Linked DNA regions of Capra hircus: region 1 is linked to region 2. A link is a contact called in public Hi-C data. All regions are on one chromosome and are shown on one strand. The core of a region is the stretch at or near the end of the contact, and the rest is flanking DNA. Distances in the headings are between cores, read along the strand shown. Region 1 overlaps PTPRE (receptor-type tyrosine-protein phosphatase epsilon). Region 2 overlaps PTPRE (receptor-type tyrosine-protein phosphatase epsilon).

Region 1 (4,431 bases), core at 1,729-4,228, 34 kb before region 2:
CTGGGCAAAGCACCTGCTGCTCCCGGAGACACCTCACTGGGGCTGATACCCGATGGGATGGTCTTGTCTGGCCTCCCCGTGGACCGCTGAGCATTTGGAAGAGAGGGGTTTTAAACTGACCTATTGGTGAGAAGAATGTTCTGCCTAGGAGTTCTGCCTCTCTGTGTTATATTCAACCAGTTAGTACTTTCTAATTAATTACTCTACAGTTTACTCAAGTATTTTTTAGTGATCGCATTTCTTTTTTTTCATTTCTTTATTGAAGTATCATTAATTTAAAATACTGTTAGTTTCAAGTGCACAGCACAGTGATTCAGTTTTATATTCTTATATATATAAAAGATTCAGTTGGGTTCAGTTCAGTTTTCAGTCGTGTCCGACTCTTTGCAACCCCACGGACTGCAGCACACCAGGCCTCCCTGTCCATCACCATCTCCTGGAGCTTGCTCAAACTCGTGTCCATGGAGTCGGTGATGCCGTCCAACCATCTCATCCTCTGTCGTCCCCTTCTCCTCCTGCCTTCAATCTTTCCCGGCATCAGGGTCTTCTTTTTCAGATTCTTTTCCATTACAGTTTATTGCTAGATATTGGATGTAGTCTCCTGTGCTCTATAGTAGGCCCCTGTTGTCTACCTGTTTTATGTATAATAGTGTCTATATGTTAATCCCAAACATCTCATTTACTTCTCTTTCGCCCCTTGTTCCCTTTTGGTAGCCATAGGTTTGATTTCTGTGTCTGTGAGTCTGTTTCTGTTTGGTAAATAAGTTCATTTGTATCATTTTTTAGATTCCACTAAGTGATATTGTGACATTTGTCTCTCTCTGACTTACTTCACTTCGTATAATAATCTCTAGGCTCATCCATGTTGCTGTAAATGGCCTTATTTCACTGTAAAAGGGATGAGTACCGTTCCACTGTACTTCTGTGCCACTTCTTTTTCCATATATTAAGAGTATCATGACAGTACTCAGTAACAATTTATTTAATGCACTCTATGCAGAGCTGCCTGTCCGGGGTCGAGAGCTTTTGCGTCCAGTTGTTCTGGGTTCTGTTCGGGGCTCTTGCATTTCCTCTGCACAGAGTTTGGGCCGGTTCCCCCACGGGGCCTCAGTTTCTCAGTCCTGGAGGGATAATTGAGGGTCTGGTACCCATAGAAAAGGTCTAGCACGCAGTAGGCGCTCACAGAATGAGAGCTATTTTGTGCGTTTGGCTCGCTTTCTAAATCTGATATTTTGGAAAAAAAAAAAAAGAGAGGAAGGGACTGGAAGTGTTGATGGGGACGATGGTAGTTGCTCGGGGATAATTGCCGTAGATGCGCTCAGAATGGTCTCGTTCTAATAGCGGTGATTGCTGAGAGATGATTGGTGCTTTTTTTTGCGCTCGCTCAGAGGCTCTCTCAGATTATGAGGAACCCATGTTTCTTGGCTTCGGCCCATTCATATTTCTGAGAGAGGCTTCTTGCTGGAAAGTGCTGCCTGTGGGCCTGGGCACCCAGGCTGACCATGGGTGGGTTTATGGATGAAACGGAGGAGGCTGTCCAGGAGAGGGGATGCGCCGCTTGGCAAGTGCCACTGCCTGCCTTCACCTGCAGGGCGCAGGCGGGGTTTAGGAGGGCTTTCTCCACCACTCAGAGGTCATGTCAGGATGCCCAAGGGCCTGTGGTGTCTTGGCAAACTGCAACATCCTGCAGGTCTCATGGGCCAAAGAGCCTTTTCCTCTGTTGAGCCACATCATGGTCCAGGCTTGCCCAGTGCATCCACCCATCCACCCAATAGATACTTTCCTCTGCCCCAAAGTGCCCAAGTGGCTCTGCCAGATGAGCTGATCGCCCCCTGCCCCAGGCGGGGGCTTCCCTCTGCTTCCCCTGAGAGCTCAGACCCGAGCAGAGCCAGACGCAAGGCTGTCAGCCAGGAGTTGAGCAGCTTAGATGAGATGATGCATGAACACTGCAGGCCAAGTGCTCGGCTGAGAGGAGCCGCGACAGGACACCAGAACCTCCTCCCCGTGTCACCGCTCCCGCCTCACCAGTGAGGGGGCAGAGCTGGGCTTTATGACAATTAGTGAGGCTCTGGAGTGGGGACCAGTGGATGACCGGGGGCTGGAAGTATTCAGGAACCTTTTCCTGTAGCTCGGGTGGGAGGCAATCCAGGCCAGCACCTGGGCATAAGGCCAGGCTGTGGCTGTGGTCGTGACCACGGGGACAGCAGAGGTGGGTCCTATGCAGGTGGCCGATCCCCCGACCCCCCGGTCCTGTGACCACAGGCTGATCAACCCGCTCCTCCCTGAGCCCGCGATCCTTCCTGAGGGCAGTGATGCTGCCGTGAGGCAGCACAGGAACGCTCCGCCGCGTGCCGGCGGGCAGCGAACTGCTCCTACATGTTCGGCAAGTTACCGTCGGCGGCAATCCAGAAGCCAGGCTGAGCCACCTCTTTGAAGGGCTGTGAAGCTGCCGCTCAGAATCCCAGATGGCGTGTTGTTCTCAGAGTTTTTTCTCCCCAGGCACGTCCAAGTTCTTGTTTGTTTCCTCTCTCCCCCTTAAAATAGACAAACAAAAAAGGAAATTAACCTGAACAGCAGGAGCGTCTATAACCTAAGGGTAGTTACGGAGTTCCTAACCAGGCTTGTTCTAAGTTGAAATTAATTCCCGAGTGCAGGTGGAAATCGTGCCAGTACACAGACCTCTCCTGCTAGACAGACCTCTCCCAAAGCACCCCCAGGCCACCCTGATCCCCAGCCCACCTTTTTTTTTTCCTGGATCCCTCTGTGTCTTCCTTCAGTTTCCCGCCTTGTGGAGGCTGGCCAGCCCCAGGTGGGCAGTGGTGAGTCCTCTGAACCCCTCCTGCCTCTTCCAGGCTCGCTATGGAGCCCTTCTGTCCGTTCCTGCTGGCCGGTGTTAGCCTGCCCCTCGCCAAGGCTCTCAAGGGCAACGAGACCACCACTGCCACCGCCGCTCAGAGCAACTGGACCTCCACAACTGCAGGTAAGACCCCGCCGCCTCTTCCCCGCTGCCCTCCCACTCCCACGGCGCCCTGCCCCTCCTCCTGATGAGCTTGCGAGGTGATGGGCAGGTGAGTGGCTTCCTCAGCCTGCTTCTGACATTGCAAGTCTGTAAATCAAGCTGGCTAGGAACAGGTACCCAGGATCTGACTGGAGCAAAGCTGGGCACTCAGAAGGCAGCAGACATAGCCCCGGGCTGAGAGTCAGATCAGCTCCGGTGGGAACAGGAGAAACACTCGACTGTGCGGGACCCAATTCAGACTAATCCTGAGCAAACACTGATGAGTCCACAGCAGGTATCTAAACGCTGGCATTCCCTAAGAAGTTAGTATTTTGGATGATGAGATATTGGTATAGTAGTTGTGTTTATTTAAAAGAAAATAAGAGACAAAGGTCCAGATAGTCCAAGCTGTGGTTTTGCCAGTAGTCATGTACTGATGCGAGAGCTGGACCGTGAAGAAGGCTGAGTGCCGAAGAATTGATGCTTTCAAACTGTGGTGCTGGAGAAGACTCTTGAGAGTCCCTTGGACAGCAAGGCGATCAAACCAGTCAATCCTAAAGGAAATTAACCCTGAATATTCATTGGAAGGACTGATGTTGAAGCTCCAATCCTTTGGCCACCTGATGCAAAGAGCCAACTCATTGGAAAAGACCCTGATGCTGGGAAAGACAGAAGGCAGGAGGAGAAGGGGGCGACAGAGGGTGAGATGGTTGGATGGCATCACCAACTCGATGGACATGAGTCTGAATAAACTCCAGGAGTTGGTGATGGACAGGGAGGCCTGGCATGCTACAGTTCATAGAGTCACAAAGAGTCGAATACGACTTAGCGATTGAACAGCAAAGCATCTGTACCTTTCAGAGACGCATACTTGAGTGTGCATTAGAAAGGGATGGGGTGTCTAGGGGTGACCTGGAAAAGAGTGGGTGGCTGGGCAGGAGGTGGGCAGGGCTGTGGACCCACAGGGTTGATCCAAGAAAGTCTGGAGGCAGACCCACGGGGGTTCTTACTCTAGCCTGTCACTGATTTCATACGCTGGGAGTTAGGAAGGAGGAAAGGGAAAAAAATGTTGGATACATGTGGCAAGAGAAGCGTGCTCGGTGCCCAGACGGGAAAGAAGAGCACACGTCATACAGTCCCACATGAACGAAATGCCCGCACAGGCTGATCACTGCAGGCAGCTGTGTACGAGTGGCTGACTGGGGCTTGGAGGCTGGGGAGGGGTGGCAGGGGCCGGGGGCTGACCACAGATGGGCAGGAGTGATCTCAGTGGGTTGGTGAAGTTCTAAGGCTGGATGGTGGCGATGGCTGCACGGCTGTGAATTTACTAAAACACCTTGAATTGCGTGCTCAGAACGGGTGTGTTATAGCTGGTAAATTTCGTGCTCCGAACGAGTGTTTTATAGCTGGTAAATTTCACCTCCATAAGACAA
Region 2 (4,381 bases), core at 613-3,112:
GTGTCAGGCGGGCAGCTTGTGACCTGGACTTGGAGGCGGGAGAGGGAGGGGGACTTCCTGGAAGTGGAGAGATGAGCTTCGGGCCTGACGCGGTGCCTCCTGATTCTATGAGATGCCATCCCATCCTCCCCCAAGCCTGGGCAGAGGCACGACACCCCGCTGTACACAGAGTGGAGTTCTGGCCCGTGCTATGCAGCCAGACCCGAAGGGAACTCAGCTGAGACCTTCCAGGGAGAGGCGTTGGGGCTGGCACACCGTGGGCAAGGGAGGCATCGGGCACTGGGTGGCCTGAGGTCTAGGGGGACGGAAAGCCTACAGGCCTGGTAGGAGCAGAGGCATTGGAGGAACCCCAGGGGGAAGGGGAGGCGCCCGCCTAGAGGGGAGGTGGTAAGGCTCACCCAGACCTCTCCTCTGCATCCCCTCCTGGACTCCAGCTCATGCAGCAGCAGGCCCTCACATGGACCTGCCCAAGCCAGCAGCGCATGGGGCTGGGCAAGCCCTCTCCAGCCTCAGACCCTGGAGGCTCTGTGGCTGTGATGCCTCCGGCAGGCTATGCCACGTTGCCTGGCCGGCCACACTCCTTTGACACCTTAAATTTACTTTAATGTTTACGTTTCGGTATGAATGGCTTCAATTTAGGCTTCCCTGGGAACTCAGCTGGTAAAGAATCTTCCTGCCATGCAGGAGACCCAGGTTCGATTCCTTGATCGGGAGGATCCCCTGGAGAAGGGATAGGCTACCCGCTCCAGTATTCTTGCCCGGGGAATCCCCAAGGACAGTGGAGCCTGGCGGGCTACAGTCCACGGGGTTTCAAAGAGTCAGACATGACTGAGTGACCAAGTACAGCCCAGCACCTCAATTTATGACCGATGAAGACAATGAGTCAGTTATTTGAGAACTTTCCTCACAAATCACAGCTTCCCCTGGCCACTTGAAGGAACCTAGTTTAGGAAGGAAACCTTCCAAGGGGTTGACTGTATTTAGTGATATTATCCATAAGCTTTGTCTCGGAAGCTCCTAACAGCGAGTTCAAGTTTGCCAGGCAGGATGGGGTCGCTTCTGACCCACGGGATGCACTGCTTTACAGACGACTTCAACCGAGTGATTCTCTCCATGAAGAGGGGCCAGGAGTACACGGACTACATCAACGCATCCTTTATAGACGTAAGTGCCGGGCACCCGCCGGGCCTGTGTGCCTGGTGGGGATGATAGCTCCCTTTCCCTGTGATCACAGTCTCTTCACCTACTTGCTTTCACAATCAGAAAGGGTGGACACGCCCCCAGGAAGCCAAACCAGTTCATAAGCAAACACTTGCTGAAAAAAAAAAAAAATAAGGAACTCTGATATAGAGGATGTACGTGCACTTTTAAATAATTGGCTGCTTTTCCATTCTGCCTTTAAATACATCGTAACTTCTCTTTTGCTTCGCTGTTAAACTCTAGCCCTCTGTCCCTGAGCTTTCTGTCCTGTGACCACAGTCCGGTTCAGGCCCCGTCACAGGCTGCCTTGTGCACAGCAGAGCTGAATGGGCAGGAGACAGCATTGCAGTCAAGTCCATGTGTGGATTCTGGTTCACAGACGAGAGAACGCTGTGCTGGAGGGGGGTCACGCAGGCCCCAAGCCAGGACCGGGGAATTAACTCACTTCCTCTAACTCTGCACCCTCTCTGCCCTGCCTCGATGCTGTTAGCTGTGACACGTACAGACGCATTCTTAATAGAATCAAAGCCAGTCCAAGCAAGGGTCCTCTTACCTGGTACAGAGGTGAAGGGGCCCCTTGACCTGTTTTCTGGGCGTGTGCCATCTGGGGCTTGGCTCAGGCCCCGGAAGACTGAATGCCGTCCCTCCTGCGGCCCTGGGCTGTCCTAAAGCCACGTGTCCCAGCATGGGAGAGCGGCGGGGGGAAGCCAGACTTGAACCTCTGCTCCCATTTGAAGGGCTACCGGCAGAAGGACTACTTCATCGCCACCCAGGGGCCCCTGGCGCACACCGTGGAGGACTTCTGGAGGATGGTCTGGGAGTGGAAGTGCCACACGATCGTGATGCTGACCGAGGTGCAGGAGAGAGAGCAGGTCAGCCCGCCCCCCACCCCAGCGGCCTCCAGGGCCGCTCACACCCACCGGGTGCAGCCCACCCGATGGACTGCCTGTCCCTTGGGAACACCTCACCTGCCATCAGCTGTGAGGCCAGGCCACAGCTACTGAGGAGGGAGAGAGGCTGCAAATGAAAAAGGTTTTATTTCAACTCCCCCCGCCACTCCAGTTCATTGTAACTACCCATTGGCTGTTGCTCTTAGCTTACATTTTATTTAAAGTGAAGTCGCTCAGGCATGTCCGACTCTTTGTGACCCCATGGACTGCTACCAGGTTCCTCTGTCCATGGGATTTTCCAAGCAAGAGTACTGCAGTGGGGTGCCATTTCCTTCTCCAGGGGATCTTCCTGACCCGGGGATAGAACCCTGGTCTAATGCACCGTAGGCAGACACTTTACCGTCTGAGCCACATTTAACCTGCCTTGAATTTCTGCCATTTTGTGTTTGCCACAAATACATATTTGATCACAACCTGTTGAAGGAAAAGACCTTTATTCACTTTTCTTGGGGCAAAAGATGGAGGTATTGAAATGTGTGCCTAATTAATATAGTCCTGGTAGAAGTGAATGGATTAAATGTTTCTTTTCTCCCAGAGATCCATCTAGAGGCACATAATCTTCTTATTTTTATTTAATAGCATCATAAACACTTTTGAGCCCATCATCCAATCGAAAAACCAAACTTTGGCTGATAACATATACTTACTTACCTAGGTGTTTTCCCAAGAGGTATCCACTACCCTGAATTTGTGGAGTTTGACTTCTTTGCTTTTTAAAAACAGTTTTATTGGGACATAACACACATATCACGCAGTTCCTCTTTCTAAAAGGTCTGGTTCCGTGGGTTTTAGCCTACTCACAGAGTTGTACAGCATCACTAATTCAGATCGTTTTCATCACCTGAAAAGAAACCCCACACCCACGAATGATCACTGCCTACTCCCTCCTCACAATCCCTGCAACCACAGGTTAGTTACTTTCTGACTATGAAGTTGCCTCCTCTGGATATTTCATATAAATGGAATCATGCCACCTTTTTTTTATGATTGAGCACTTTCACTGAGCGTGTTTATAAGGCTCATTCATGAATCAGTTCCTCACTCTTTTTTTTTTTAATAGTATGGCCCTAAATTCTGTGTTTTCCTTCATTAGTGTTTGGACATTTGGGTTGTTTCACTTTGGGCTGTTACGAATACTGTTTTGAACACTCATGGACAAGTTTTTACGTGGACACATATTTTTATTTCTCTTAGGTAGATGCCTAGGGCTGGAACTGCTGGGGCCTGTCATAACTATATTGCAAACTCGTATCACTTAACTGTTCAAGCAGCTCCCCACCAGTAATGTACGAGTGTTCCCGTTTCTCCCCATCCTCATCAACACTGACAATCATCTTTTTAATTAAGCCATCCTAATGAATGTTTTCTTAGCTTTTTAAGAAATCTTTTTTTATCGAGTATATATATTCCTAAAGAAGCTACTGTTTAGTTCTGTCTGCTTTTCAACTTCATATTAAGAGGGCACCATTAAGGTATACAAAGGGGCTTCCCTGGTGGCTCAGCCGGTAAAGAATCCACCTGCAATGCAGGAGGACCTGGGTTCGATCCTTGGGTTGGGAAGATCCCCTGGAGAAGGGAACGGCTACCCACTCCAATATTCTGGCCTGGAGAATTCTACAGACTGTACACTGCATGAGTCACAAGGAGTCAGACACAACTGAGTGGCTTTCACACAAGGTATACAGTCTTCTGAGACTTGACTTTTCCACTTGAAGATATGCATTCGATATTTTGCTGTGTTGCTGCCTGTAACTGTGGCTCATTCATCATCATTTCCTTATGCTCCATGACACAAACTGTACATCCTGCATCCACTGACTTGCCCCTCCTTCTGTCCTGGGCATTTGGGTTGATTTCCTTTTGTTGTTTTACAGTGCTGTGGTTACTTTCTTGTATGTGTCTCATGATGCATGTGGAATTGTACGGTTCAGAGACAAAAATGCCACGTTGGAGAGGGTGTGAACGTTCGAATTGGCAGGGCAGTTCCTAACGACTTTCCAAAGTAGTTATGGTTTTCAAAGCAGACCCTGGATGAACGTCATTCTTCTACATCCCCAGGATTGTCTGGCACCCTCATTTTTGTTAATTAAATAGGCATAAATATCATCTCTTTGTGGCCTTCATTTGCATCTCCCTGACCCCTCTGAGGGCAGGCATCACTTTGTGTATTTATAGAGGATGACATGTTTCCTCTTGTGCAGAGTGCCTGTTCATGCCTTTCCCTCATTCTT

Evidence for each region. Hi-C and Micro-C count contacts between places; a contact is called where the count stands out from the background.
Region 1: a Hi-C map of blood shows a contact between it and region 2, with 2.0 times the contacts expected there. The contact joins two enhancer-like sites. A contact is called at or near these places in 2 of 5 Hi-C or Micro-C datasets (both in blood).

Annotation. Positions count from the first base shown.
Region 1 is chr26:4,589,903-4,594,333 of ARS1.2, reverse strand. PTPRE (receptor-type tyrosine-protein phosphatase epsilon) reads left to right here. Exons shown (of 21, transcript XM_018041550.1): 3 at 2,853-2,980. The coding sequence starts at 2,860. Among named protein-coding and RNA genes, the nearest start is that of MKI67, 81 kb to the right of the region's middle. Within about 2 kb of position 2,978, at least 1 of the 5 cell types and tissues checked has an H3K27ac peak or open chromatin away from gene starts, as enhancers often do.
Region 2 is chr26:4,554,977-4,559,357 of ARS1.2, reverse strand. PTPRE (receptor-type tyrosine-protein phosphatase epsilon) reads left to right here. Exons shown (of 21, transcript XM_018041550.1): 16 at 1,088-1,164; 17 at 1,938-2,072. Among named protein-coding and RNA genes, the nearest start is that of MKI67, 46 kb to the right of the region's middle. Within about 2 kb of position 1,862, at least 1 of the 5 cell types and tissues checked has an H3K27ac peak or open chromatin away from gene starts, as enhancers often do.